Linked DNA regions of Drosophila melanogaster: region 2 is linked to region 1. Evidence: chromatin contacts called from public Hi-C data. All regions are on one chromosome and are shown on one strand. The core of a region is the stretch at or near the end of the contact, and the rest is flanking DNA. Distances in the headings are between cores, read along the strand shown. Region 1 holds the start of Trc8 (TRC8 ring finger protein). Region 2 holds the start of Bub3 (Bub3,).

What was found. Hi-C and Micro-C count contacts between places; a contact is called where the count stands out from the background.
Region 2: a contact with region 1 is called in a Hi-C map of the Kc167 cell line, with 1.6 times the contacts expected there. The contact joins the promoter of Bub3 here to the promoter of Trc8 in region 1. A contact is called at or near these places in 28 of 107 Hi-C or Micro-C datasets (the Clone 8 cell line, the D17-c3 cell line, the Kc167 cell line and 10 more) and 2 of 6 datasets of contacts at active chromatin or transcription factors (both in the Kc167 cell line).

The regions. Positions count from the first base shown.
Region 1 is chr3R:29,502,435-29,505,134 of dm6, reverse strand. Trc8 (TRC8 ring finger protein) reads left to right here and starts at 1,338. Exons shown (of 7, transcript NM_001276141.1): 1 at 1,338-2,406. The coding sequence starts at 2,010.
Region 2 is chr3R:29,674,088-29,676,787 of dm6, reverse strand. Bub3 (Bub3,) reads left to right here and starts at 1,367. Exons shown (of 2, transcript NM_001300658.1): 1 at 1,367-1,671; 2 at 1,725-2,700. The coding sequence starts at 1,480. The coding sequence ends at 2,513. ppk19 (pickpocket 19) reads right to left here. Exons shown (of 5, transcript NM_143451.2): 5 at 2,565-2,700. The coding sequence ends at 2,565. Cap-D2 (CAP-D2 condensin subunit) reads right to left here and starts at 1,137. Exons shown (of 6, transcript NM_143452.3): 1 at 932-1,137; 2 at 383-854; 3 at 1-322. The coding sequence starts at 1,058.

The DNA.
Region 1 (2,700 bases), core at 89-2,588:
TCAGGCGTCCTCCTGACAGCTGCCGATTAGAACTGGAGCGATAAATTATACAATTGCCGTGCGTGAGACCCGCGAAGAGAGCGGATCCTGGATGCTTGGAGCCATCGAACTGGGCTCCCAGTAGCCCAGCGATTCCCCCGGCTCATTGCGCTGACAATTACACTGATTATGTTGAATATATGAGGCCCATATTGGGCGGCCAGTGCCTCGGGGAGTGTTAGCTATTCGTCCACGTCCTGCCAAAATGGAATTCAAATCGCCAGTGCGCACATTGCAGCCCCACGAAGTATGCAACACAAAACGCCAGCCCAAAACTTCAGAAAACTATGCAAATTAGCGGAATAAATAAAAACGAATATTGCATAAACTTTAGACACTCTCAAAGTTGAAAATGATCGTGGTTATCTAACACTAATTTGGGTGAATTTTTACTATAATATAATAACAATAGTAATAGTGAATGTATCATTACTACTACTACAACTAAAAGAAGTACTCGTAGCTCACACAAAAAATTCGACAAACATGCATTCCTCGTCTGTTTGTTTTGTTATGACCTGTGCAGTTTGTTTAAAATTCTTGTGGCGCGGCATGAAAAATCAATTATGTTAGTTGAACTTTCCTAGCTAAACGCTAAACAATTGCGCATAATTACGAGCGTTGCGTTGGGGACGAAACCAAAACGAAACCCAAATGCGGACTGCATCGCATTTGCCGTTGCCGTTGCCTCAATTTGTGCATTTGCATAGCAAAAAGGGTTGTGGATTTCGGTGGGGGGAGTGGGGCTTCTTCCAGGGGCTGTGTGCCACAAAACAAGAAAGAACAACAATTAAGGTGGCAAATGGCAAAAGTTAATGGCCGAACAATTGAGGAAATTCACGTAAATGACTTCGGGGCCCTGCGGATACGGATTGGATTGGAATTGGGCGCATTCGCAAGAATGCAGGAAATGTTCGCTTTTAGAACTAGAAACTGCGGGCATTTCGGGAAATATGAGCAGAGGAAATGTTTTAAGGGGTTTGCTCGTTCCTCTGTAAGCATAATGTTAAATGAAATACCTTACGTAATCGGATATTCTAGCCTGCTAGTTATTACTTTTTGGATTCAGCACAAATTTAAATTTCGTAGACAGCGCGCCAAGTTAACAGCAGCACTAGTCAACACTGGACATATCAGTTAACAGCTCTGTTAACACCAGCCTAGGCTGTATATTGAGTGAATGTAAAACTGTAACTATTAGAAACTAAATAGTAAATGCAGTTAAATGTTTCAACAATAACTGAAGCAACAAGTCGTAACCAAATTGCTACCCAAACCTCAATCGGCTTCAAGTTAAAGTAAACTCTGCCCAATAGTGTCTCTCTATCGCACACAGAAGGCTAGACCAGACCCTTTAGAACGTAGTTTTTGAACAGAATACCTAAAATTACCAGTACCCCAGACCGACACGCAGCAACACGCGCCGTTTCGCGGCTCAAAGGCAGAGGGAATTTTCAAAAAGCGCGCCACACGATCAGCTGGCAACGACAATCGATAGTCCGGCGAAAGCAGGGCCGCGGGGCAGCACTGGCGACCGCAGCGATAGGCAGCAGCACCAATCGATAGATGGGCCGCTGAAGAAGGAGGAGAAGCAGAGGAGAAAAACAAAAACCAATTGTGAAAAGTGTAAAGTTTAGAGCGCAGCGCAATTGTGTGGCCAAAAGCGGAGCATAAACGAGCAGCCTGCCGCAACGACCTTTTCCACGACGCGCCAGCGGGAATTTGCACCTGCTGCATGCGAACGCACACACACACGCACCCACACACTCACGCAGCCAAATCGTCATTCCGTCGTCTATTTTTTGTTTTTTTGCGAAATCCAAGACGAAGGCGAATCCACAACAAATGCAGATTGGAGCTCGATTGGCTCGCGATTAGTGCCTAGTCACGCGGGATCAGCAAAGCAAAGCGAGGAGGCCAAAAGCCCGGAGAAGGATACGGGATACGGTTACGGATACATATAGGGAGCCATGTCCGTGCGGACGAAGGTTCTCGGCCTGGTGGACGTGATGATGCGCGTGCCACCGGTGATGGTCATCGATGAGATACTAAAGATGGACATGGGCATGCAGTCGTGGCTCTATCCGGACAAGGACAAGGCCAGTGGCGCACTTGCTACGCCCACAGAAGCGCCAGCGGTGCCATCCGGCCAGGATCCGTTCACCAGCATAAAGGAGTTGTTCTCCCACATGACCACCTCCGCCCAATCTGTGCTGGAACAGAGCATCGAGAAGGCCTCCGAGGCGGCCAAAACGCACGGCATGCTCAGCTCCGGTTTCAACTCGCTGATGAACGAGCTGTCCAAGGACCAAACACTGGCGGATGTGCTCAGCACCACCACGGTCAAGTTCGTTTTATGCGTGTTCGGTGAGTCATCTACAGGGGTTGCGCTTAGAACGGTCACATCTATATATCTGCTTAGAATTCTAATGCTCAGCATATAAGGTCAGGGATGAGATTTAACTACATTTAACTACACGTCATGGTCAAGGATTAGTCAGTAACTTTCATAATAACTTAGATATGAGTTAAATTGAGATAACAAGTAATCGCAGAATCGAATATAATGCTTACTCAAGCAAAAAGGCCATGTATGTATATGAATGAATAGTTAGTTACCCCTTAAAAAGCGTGAATTGCAAGCTTGAGCATTCCCATTGA
Region 2 (2,700 bases), core at 118-2,617, 170 kb before region 1:
GGCCAGGAAATTGGAGAAGTGTTTGGACACCGAAGAGTCAGAACTGTCCATCCTTAGAGCATCCACAATGCTCTTGATTAGAATGGAGAAGACCGAAGAAATTCCGTACTCCTCGTGCAGAAGCAAAATTCCAGCTGCTACTGAATGGGCTGCATGCTCGGTACCGCGTAGGATCTGCAGAATGCGCACCGGGAAGGTCATGGCCTGGTTAAAGCGCTTGATCGATGTGCCCAAGATCTGGAAGATCGTGTCGAATACGTGTTTGTTGTCCATGCGAAGCGGCAAAAGTTCGATTGTTCGATAGCAGGGGTCGCAGAGCAAACTGGGGAAGATGGATACATTGCAGATCGAAGAAATAGGATGCTAAATGCTTTGCTCTTACTTTATAAAGTCCTCCTCGGCTACGGGCGGACTCCAGAGCTTCTCCAGCGGGCACTGCAGCACGTTGAAGAGCTGCACCAAGAACTTGCCGCGCTTAACCTCCCAGTTGGGAAACTGCTCCAATCCCTCCGATGGCTTGGCACGCTTCTTCTGAACATTGAGCTGCTGATCCCGCATGGCCTGCTGGACACTGTTGTTGATCTTCTTGACGGTGCTCACCTGGAGGAACAGCGTCATTTTGGTCAGGTTGAGGTAACTATTGCGCTGCTGGTTAGACATGGGCTCACTGGCCGTCAGCAGGGGCTGCAAGTCTTGGAACAGTTTCTCCACGGTCAGGTAGAGCAGGTCAAAGGACCTCATTAGATTCTGTGCAGAGGCGCCATCTGAACCGCGGGCCTCGATGATCGAGTAATACAAGTCGAAGTGCTCGAATATATAAAAAGGATCGCCCAAGTGCACTTTGCGCTTGCATTCTGGGAAGGAAACATGAAGATTGCGCGTCCGAAAACTGTACTCAATTTAAAAACCAACCGCGAAAACGGAAACTTACCTTGTAGTTTCGCGGGAATCTCCTGGGCGCCAAAAATCTCCTTCACGTAATACTGATCTCCGCTGGAGTTGATCAGATCAGATGCATTCAGGGGAAGGACGAACTGGAAGTCGTGCGATTCCTCCATGGCGGTTATTACTCCTATTTACCGCGAAATAATAATTGTATCTTCTGAATTGAGTGGCGTCGCTTATAGAGATGGGCAGATTCGCCGCCAAATCGATCGCTTGATATCGGTTATCGGTTACTGCTGACTGCAAGCTTACAATGCTCATAATGAGAGGGTGTATTTATCAGATAGATACTTACCACAAAAACTAAATTTATATTGGTTTAACAGGGGTTTGTAAAATTTTTTACATTATTAAAAGTGTACCTGTTTAGGGAGTCCCCTTGATGCAAATATGCAATGTATCGATAGTGATATCGAAATACTCGCATCTCTTCTCCAGACGCCGTGCAAATTCGGAGTTTGATTTGTTTTAAGCAGTTTCTGTTTGAATTTATTGTTTTATTATCCACAAGTTGCTAGCAGAAAACTTGACAAAATGCGTCCCCCAGAGTTCAAGCTTAACAATCCGCCGGAGGACCTGATCTCCGCTGTGAAATTCGGCCCCAAATCGAATCAATACATGGCGGCGTCTTCTTGGGACGGAACACTTAGATTCTATGATGTGCCGGCAAACCAGCTGCGTCAGAAATTCGTGCAGGATGCCCCTCTTCTCGACTGTGCCTTCATGGTGAGACTCCTTCGTACACATTAACAATCCCCTATTCAACCAACGATCCGCAGGACATAGTGCACGTGGTCAGTGGCTCCCTGGACAACCAGCTGCGTCTCTTTGATGTCAACACCCAGGCGGAAAGCATAATTGGTGCCCACGAGGAGCCCATCAGATGCGTGGAGCACGCCGAGTATGTCAATGGCATCCTCACGGGTAGCTGGGACAATACCGTGAAGCTGTGGGACATGCGGGAGAAGCGCTGCGTTGGAACCTTCGAACAGAACAACGGAAAGGTGTACTCCATGTCCGTGATCGACGAAAAGATCGTGGTGGCCACCTCCGACCGCAAGGTGCTCATCTGGGACCTTCGCAAGATGGACAGCTACATCATGAAGCGGGAGTCCTCGCTCAAGTACCAGACCCGCTGCATTCGTCTATTCCCCAACAAAGAAGGCTACGTGATGTCCTCCATCGAGGGACGGGTGGCAGTGGAGTACCTGGATCACGATCCTGAGGTGCAGCGCCGCAAGTTCGCTTTCAAGTGCCACCGGAATAGGGAGCAGAATATCGAACAGATCTACCCCGTTAATGCCTTGAGTTTCCACAATGTCTATCAGACGTTCGCCACTGGCGGATCCGATGGCATTGTGAACATTTGGGATGGCTTCAACAAGAAGCGCCTTTGTCAGTTCCACGAATACGATACCTCCATATCCACGCTCAACTTCAGCTCCGATGGCAGCGCCCTGGCCATCGGCTGCTCCTACTTGGACCAACTGCCAGAGACGCCGGCTACAGTGCCACATCCGGCTATCTATATACGCTATCCCACGGACCAGGAAACTAAACAGAAATAATGTTATATATACTTGTTTACGGCAAAGTTTTACATCATTTTTTAAAGTAAGCTACTTAGTATACTCTTTCAATTTTATGCGCGCATCTCTGATGAAACCCCACATCAGTTTTCCCAGCACAAATAAAAGCTCTATAAAACTCATGACGGAGGCCCCTATATACAGACTTATGATCCCGCCAAAGTTG